Linked DNA regions of Oryctolagus cuniculus: region 1 is linked to region 2. Evidence: chromatin contacts called from public Micro-C data. All regions are on one chromosome and are shown on one strand. Each heading gives the region's core, a stretch centred on a gene start, on an enhancer-like site or on the middle of the called end of the contact. The rest is flanking DNA. Distances are from core to core; before and after follow the strand shown.

Region 1 (3,640 bases), core at 169-2,668, 59 kb after region 2:
CTGGGGGCGCACGACGACAGAGCGCGCACTTACCGGAGAAGTCCGTGAGCGCTGCGATCTCTTTGGAGCACACCAGGACGGTGCAGTAGAAGAGGCGCAGGAACTGCCCCGGCGGCTCTACCTGCCTGCGGAGGCCGGGATGCTGGGCGGGCTGGGGCGCGGGCGGCGGGCGCGCGTGTCCCAGCAGGAGCATGGTGCGCGGCGGGGCGCGGGCCCGGGGCGCGCGGGGGATTGCCGGGCTCTGGGTGGCGTCACATGGCGGGGCGAGCGGGTGGCTAGCGGCTCCGCGGACCCCCCCGCCGCCTCCCGGCCCAGGCTGCCCGAGTCTCCTCCCCGGCGCGGCCGGGCCCCGGCTCCCCAGCAAAGGGGAGGGGGCGGAGACCTGGGGCGGGGCGAGGAGCCCCGGGAAGGATCCGCGTAGTTTCCCCGAGAGGAAATCTCCGCTGCCGCCGCCGCACCGGAGGAAGCGAGGGGGCTGGCAGGGAAAGCGTCGCCTTCGCGAGCCCCACGACTGCCGAGGTCGGTCCCTGGCGCGCTGCCCGCCGCCGCCAAAGGCGCTCCAAATAGCGTCCCAGGGCCGGGCAACGCCAGCGCCTTCCAGGCCGGGGTCGCAGCCCCGGAGACGACCCGTCACCCCGTGCCCGGCCCGCACTGGCTGCGTGCCAGCTCACCCCGGCCGCGGGAGGAGCGCGGCCAGTGCCCGTGACGCACTTTGGAGCCAGCGCCGCGCGTGCAGTGTGGGCGCCTCCAGGGCGGGGCGGAGCGGGGCCAGCGGGAAGGTGGGGTCCTGGAGGCGTGGGGTCGCGGCGCCGCCACCCCCGCTCCCGCCGGGCGGGGTGCCGGAGCGCGCGCACTCATCCTATGTCACAGAAAGCCACCCTGAGCCCCGGCGTTTAGCCCAGGTTCGCGCAACCTGGACAGGAACGAGCCAGGGGTCTCCACGCGGGGCTGATGGCTCCCGAGCGGGTTTCCTCTCTCTCTCTAGCCTCCTTCGGGTGCTGGTTGTCCTTAGAGCTGGGAGATTTGACACCTGACCGGGCGTACACAGCCGCCTGGCGCTCATAATTGGGCTTTGTTCTTTAAAATGGGCCACAGCATCTTTCTGAACCTCTCGATTACCGCGCAGTGTGACCCACGTTTGGGCACCGAATCCCCGGGGCGAGGAGCGGGGCTGCGAGGCCTTGGCACCCGGGAACCCATGACAAGTGTAGCGCGGGGGCCCCGCGGCCGCGCGCCCTGGGACCCCCCTTAGACCCGAACCCTGAGGCCCGGGCCGGGCCGGGCCGGGCCGGGCGGCGCCGGCGGGAGGGAGGAGGGCCCGGCGGGCGGGCGCTGGGCACAAAGTGTTCCCGAACACCGCGAAGGGCCTGCCAAGTTCGCGGCGGGTCTGACGCGGAAACGTAGATAATGAGGCCCCAGGGCGGGGCCGGGCGCGCGGCCCCGGCGGCCCCAGGGCTGCGAAGGCCCCGGCGAGGCCGCGGGAGAGCGAAAGCGGAGGCGCCGCCCGCGCCCGCGCCGGAGGTGAGCAGCCGAGCTGCGGAGGGGTGGATGCCGGCGGTGCCACTGTGTGCTCGCCTCGGGCTGGGGCCGCAGGACGCGGGGTCCCAGCCCCTTCCATCCGTCTGGGGATGAGCCGGTAAATGCTGAGCATGGGCGACCGTGGGCTGGGGACCCGGGCGCCAGGCACAGTGGTTTTGAAAATCTGTCTTAACAAGACTAGCTCTTAGCGTGCGTTTTTCTAGGCTGGGGCATCTGAGCCTGGAGGAGTCAGGCGAGGATGCCCCGCACTTGGGAGCCGTTCAATAAACCATGTTTGCTCAGAAACTCGGGTCCTTTTGTATTTTCTGTCCACTCCTCCGTCCAGTTGCGGGTGACCGTTCACTGCTAGGGGTGGGGACTGCTGGTCCAGGGAGGGGCCCCGCTCCCTGAGGGCTGGGCGTCTGCGCTGGCTTCCAGATGCCAGTGGGGGAGCTGTTACTGACAGTGGGTGCACCTGTCAAGTGGCTAAGGAGCAATCCGGGGTAGGCGGTGAGGACTTAGTGATGTGCCTGAAACAAGACCTGGAACACAGCAAGTGCTGGGTCAGTGTTGGCCATTATTACAGCCGGGAAGACACACGCTGAAGCCACCATGCGCTTTTATGGGGATGTGTGACCCAAGGGGTCTTGGAGGCGAAGGAGAGTCCCGGGAGATGCTAGGGAACACGTTTTAAGGCAAGATGAGGGAGGGAGCTGGGAAGCTGGCCCAGCAAGAGCAAGCTCAAGCCAGGTGTTTGCAGGAAATGAACAATTGAGGCAAAGGGACCGGCATGTTGAAATCCATTAGGAGTGTGGCCCTGTGGGAGAACAGAGAGAAGTGTGGCATGGCTGCAGCAGACCAAGGAGCAGGGTGTTGGCCAGGCCGGAGCCCAGGTCCCTGGAGACCTTGGGGATCAGTTCCGTCTTTACCTGCAGGTGATAAATGGTTGTCAGCAGCAGTGTGACATGACTAGATGCTCTGGCTGCTGAGTGCCAATGGACCGGAGGGGTCAAAAGTAGGTTCAGGGACCGGCGCTGTGGAGGAGCAGCTAAAGCTGCTGCCTGCAGAGCCAGCATCCCTTGTGGCATTGGCTCCAGTCCTGGCTGCTCCACTTCCCATCCAGCTCCCTGCTGAGGCACCTGGGAAGGCAGTAGAAGACGGCGCAAGTGCTTTGGCTCCTGCACCCATGTGGGAGACCCAGAAGAAGCTCCTGGCTTTTGGCTTTAGATCCACCCAACTCTTGCCATTTCGGTCATTTGGAGAGTGAATCAGCGGATGGAAGAAAGACCTCTTTCTCTGCCTCTCACTCTGTCACTCTGCCTTTCAAATAAATAAGTCTTTAAAGAAAAGCTATGCACACCCTTCTGTGTACTTTATCAACTCTAGATTATTCATGGTACCTAATGCAATGTAAATATTATATAAATAGTTGTTTTATTATATTGTTTAGAGACTAAGAGAAAAAAAATCTTTACATGTTCAGTGCAATGCAGATTTTCCCCCCAAATATATTTCAGTGGGTACGGTTCCAGATACATTTCCAGTAAATTTCAGTTTCCAATACAGATGGAAGGCCAACTGTGTAGACCTCAAGGAATTGAAAGCGGAGACTCAAGCAGATCCGTATACACTGACGTTCATGGCAGCGTTACTCACAGTAGCCAAAGGTAGAGGCAATCTCAAGTCCATCAGAGAGTGAGTGAGTGGATAAACAAGAGCGTGCCCGGGGCCAGAGCTGCGATGTAGCAAGTTGCCGCCTGAAGTGCTGGCAACTCACATGGGCACCAGTTCAAGTCCCGGCTGCTCCATTTCCAATCCAGCTCTCTGCTATGGCCTGGGAAAGCAGTAGAAGATGGCCCAAGACCTTGGGACCCTGCGTCTGCATGGGAGACCCAGAAGAAGCTCCTGGATCCTGGCTTCAGATCGGTGCAGCCCTAGCCGTTGTGGCCAATTGGGGAGTGAACCAGTGGACGGAAGACCTCTCTTTCTCTCTCTCTCTGCCTCACTTTCTCTCTGTATTTAACTCTGATTTTCAAATAAGTAAATAAATGTTTTTTTAAAAAGTCAATAATGTAATATATAAAAACCACTGAATTATACACTTAAGTGGATGAGTGGTATG
Region 2 (3,536 bases), core at 840-3,339:
GCTCCCTGCTAATGTGCCTGGGAAAGCAGCAGAAGATGGCCCAAGTGCTTGGGCCCCTACCATCCATATAGGAGACCTGGAAGAAGCTCTTGGCTCCTGGAGTTGGCCTAGCCTAGCCCTTCCAACCAATGGATAGAGGATCTCTCTCTCTGTCTCTGTCTCCCTCTCTTTATGTAATTCTGACTTTCAAATAAATAAATAAATAAATCTTTTTTTAAAAAAGCAAATTTTCCATGAACTTTTTGACGTCTCTCCTTCTAGGGTTTGGGACTCTGTGGTTTCAGGCACCCACAGGAGTCCTGGACGCATCCCCTGTGGATAAGGCCAGAGGCTGCAGGAGTAGGAGACCGATAGCCAAGAAAGCTTGCAAAGAGTTACTGTCTCTACTCCGCCTAGAGCTCATACAGTTTTGTAAAATAAACAAACAAACACATGAAGATCCCCAAAGGAGAAAGGCTGGAGAGATGACGAGAGCAAGTGCCAACACAGCTACGGGAACAGTAACAAAGCCCAGGGAAATGGGGAAACTCATTCAGAACCCAGGAAAGGCCGATGCAGGCAGCCCTGGCGGACCACTTTGAAGCTCTTGAATTGGGAGCATTCTGAAACACACACAAGAAAGGCTTCCACGGCACTGGCACTGTGGCGCAGCGGGTTAAAGCCCAGCCTGCAGAGCCAGCATCCTATACGGGCGCCGGTTCCAGTCCCGGGTGCTCCACTTCTGACCCAGCTCCCTGACAATGCGCCCTGGAAAGCAGCAGAGGAAGGACCAAGTACTAGGGCCCCTGCACCCACGTGGGAGACCTGGAGGAAGCCCGGGTCTTGGCTTTGGATCAGCTCAGCTCCAGCCACGATGGCCATCTGGGGAATGAACCAGCAGATGGAAGATCTCTCTGTAACTCTGTCTTCAAATAAATAAAATAAATCTTTTTAAAAAGAAAAAAGAAAGGCTGGCAGAGTTGCTTGGGTACCCAAGTTGTGTGTCACGGTTTACGCAGATAAACTGGTACAGAAAGTTTTGGGAAAGAACTCTGACAATGTGTACAAAGAATTATAAACATCCCCATGTCCTTTCCTGGTATGAAACTTCTGGGACTGTATCCCAAAGAAATAAGGCAGAAGAGAGCAAGACAAGCAAGAGCTCGTTATATATTGTTTATGATATTTGAAAATTGGAAACAACAACACAGAACCCGTCCACTGGGAAAGAGTTACACAAGTTGTGTAACATATCCTTTGAAGACATTAGGAAGTGACAAACACTCTCAGGATCTTGTTGGCCACACAGGGAAACACCCGTGCTATAAATTTGCGGGAAAAAAGTTAGAGTTGCCTGCTACGTAAAACTGTTCTTAGCCCTACAACCTGGATTTGGATGAAATCCAGAAAAATCCACATCTTTTCGCTGGATGGGCGAACGCTGTGGCTGACTCTGTGTGTCTCTACTAAATGTTACCATGTGTTTCTGCAGAGCAATCACAACGTGACGACGGTGGGATTTTAGAAAAACCGGAAGTTCTCTCTCTTGATAGCTGAGTGCTAAAGCCAAAGCCAGGCCGGCGCCGCGGCTCACTAAACTAATCATCCACCTTGCGGCGCCGGCACACCAGGTTCTAGTCCTGGTCGGGGCGCCGGATTCTGTCCCGGTTGCCCCTCTTCCAGGCCAGCTCTCTGCTATGGCCCGGGAGTGCAGTGGAGGATGGCCCAAGTGCTTGGGTCCTGCCCCATGGGAGACCAGGAGAAGCACCTGGCTCCTGGCTCCTGCCATCGGATCAGCGCGGTGCGCCGGCCGCAGCGCGCTGGCCACGGCGGCCATTGGAGTGTGAACCAACGGCAAAGGAAGACCTTTCTCTCTGTCTCTCTCTCACTGTCCACTCTGCCTGTAAAAAAAAATAAAAATAAAAAAATAAAAAGCCAAATCCAGCTGTTGGGAAAACCAAAGGGGTCCCTGGCCATGCAGCCGTTCACCAAAGCCCAGCTGGTCTTTCCCAACTATGCTTGCAAAGAAGTACCCACATTCTGAAGCTTGTGAGGTTTGGCCAGACGCTAGTTGACAGGCAATGGAAAAGTACAAGGATCACCCTCTGCAACCAGAAGTTCTGGGGTTCCGCCCGCTGAGCGCCCCAACAAGCCGCCCCTCTGCCGTCGCCCTACCAGACTCGCCCCAGCGTCTCTGGTTAGGTATAAATGGCTCTTCCCCGTCTTCAAAGCAATGCGGCTGAGCTGCAGTAATGACTGGAAATGCAGAGCACAGCTCACACACTGGCAGCCTGGGGCCCGGATGTGGCCTGTAGGCATGTTTTATTTGGCTCCCAGAGTGTTTTAGAAGTTGGAACATTTCACTTAAAGAAAAAAAAAACACACAGATTTCCAGCATTTCATGGGAGGTTGGAAGCTGTGACAGCACCAGACCCACATTCCCAGGCCGTGACCCGGCACCCACGACTCTGCAGGAACCCGACGTGGGCACCCCTACAGGGGCCCTGATTCATTCGAGCACCTCCAGGTTGGCACGGGTGCCCGCTCTGTGCCAGGAACCACTCCAGCTGCTGGGCTGGGAATTCCACAAACACAGTGCCTGCAAAGCTCAGCTTCTAAGGAGATGGGGACACATATGACATGGACTCTATCCAGCCAGGAAGAGAATCGGACAGAGCGATGGCTCCAGAGAGTCGGCAGGGACGAGGGCCATGCTGGCAGGTGTCCTGGGAAAGCTCTCTGAGATATGGATAGGGACAGAGCTTGTGTAAAGGCCCGGAGGTAGAGAGGGAAGGGGAGAGACAGGGGACAGAGCACAGCTGGAGACTGGGAAGGATGGGGGAGGCCATTTGGGGGGTGAACCAGCAGATGGAAGACCTCTCTCTGTGTCTCTCCCTCTCACTGTCTGTAACTCTACCTCTCACATAAATAAATAAAATCTTCAAGCTGAATGGCTAAGCCAGGACCAGTCTCCCGTTCACAGCCCATCCCCGCAGCATCAGTGAGGGCTGGTTACCGCCGGTGGCTCCCTCCAACTCTCCATGAAGTCTGTCTCCAGCCATGGCGTCTGCTGACACTGTCCTTGTCGGGTCACTTTTCCCACTGAAACCCAACCCCCATCCCACTAGGGACGTAAGGCGAACACAGAGCATTCAGCCGACACGTCTACGTACGTGGCCGAATGAATCCCGCTGGACAGAGTACCCGAAACAGTCACTTAGAACCGCTTCCCAAACAGGTATAGCAGGTGAGAGTTGGTGTACACCTGAGAAACGGGAGCTCCGCCCCCAAATTAAGACATGGTGGACGGAGCAGGTAGCAGAACCCATAAAGAACCTGCACGATCCCCAGGAACGTTCTAGAAAGACCTCCTTGAATAAAGAAAAAGTTAGGATTGAAAAGAAGAAAGAAGAATGAAAGAGAGAAAGCAAGCAAACAAAGAGGAGGAAAGGAGTGAGTTTCGGCAGCGAGAGTTCAGATCACCGGCGGCTCCTCCTGTAGCTCGGGAACCCAGATCACCCAGGGAGCAGGGCGCTGAGAAGGCCAGCCACAGATCT

What was found. A called contact is a pair of places that touch in the nucleus more often than the background predicts.
Region 1: a contact with region 2 is called in a Micro-C map of ear pinna, with 2.7 times the contacts expected there. The contact joins the promoter of EVA1C here to the enhancer-like site in region 2. A contact is called at or near these places in 2 of 6 Hi-C or Micro-C datasets (ear pinna and an unstated tissue).

What each region holds. Positions count from the first base shown.
Region 1 is chr4:12,478,843-12,482,482 of mOryCun1.1, forward strand. It overlaps EVA1C (eva-1 homolog C), which reads right to left and starts at 1,419. Exons shown (of 6, transcript XM_051859497.2): 1 at 34-1,419. The coding sequence starts at 193.
Region 2 is chr4:12,418,857-12,422,392 of mOryCun1.1, forward strand. All of the region lies in intron 2 of EVA1C (eva-1 homolog C), which reads right to left. Among named protein-coding and RNA genes, the nearest start is that of EVA1C, 60 kb to the right of the region's middle. Within about 2 kb of position 2,090, at least 1 of the 8 cell types and tissues checked has an H3K27ac peak or open chromatin away from gene starts, as enhancers often do. A contact at or near this core is called in ear pinna, where this site is marked.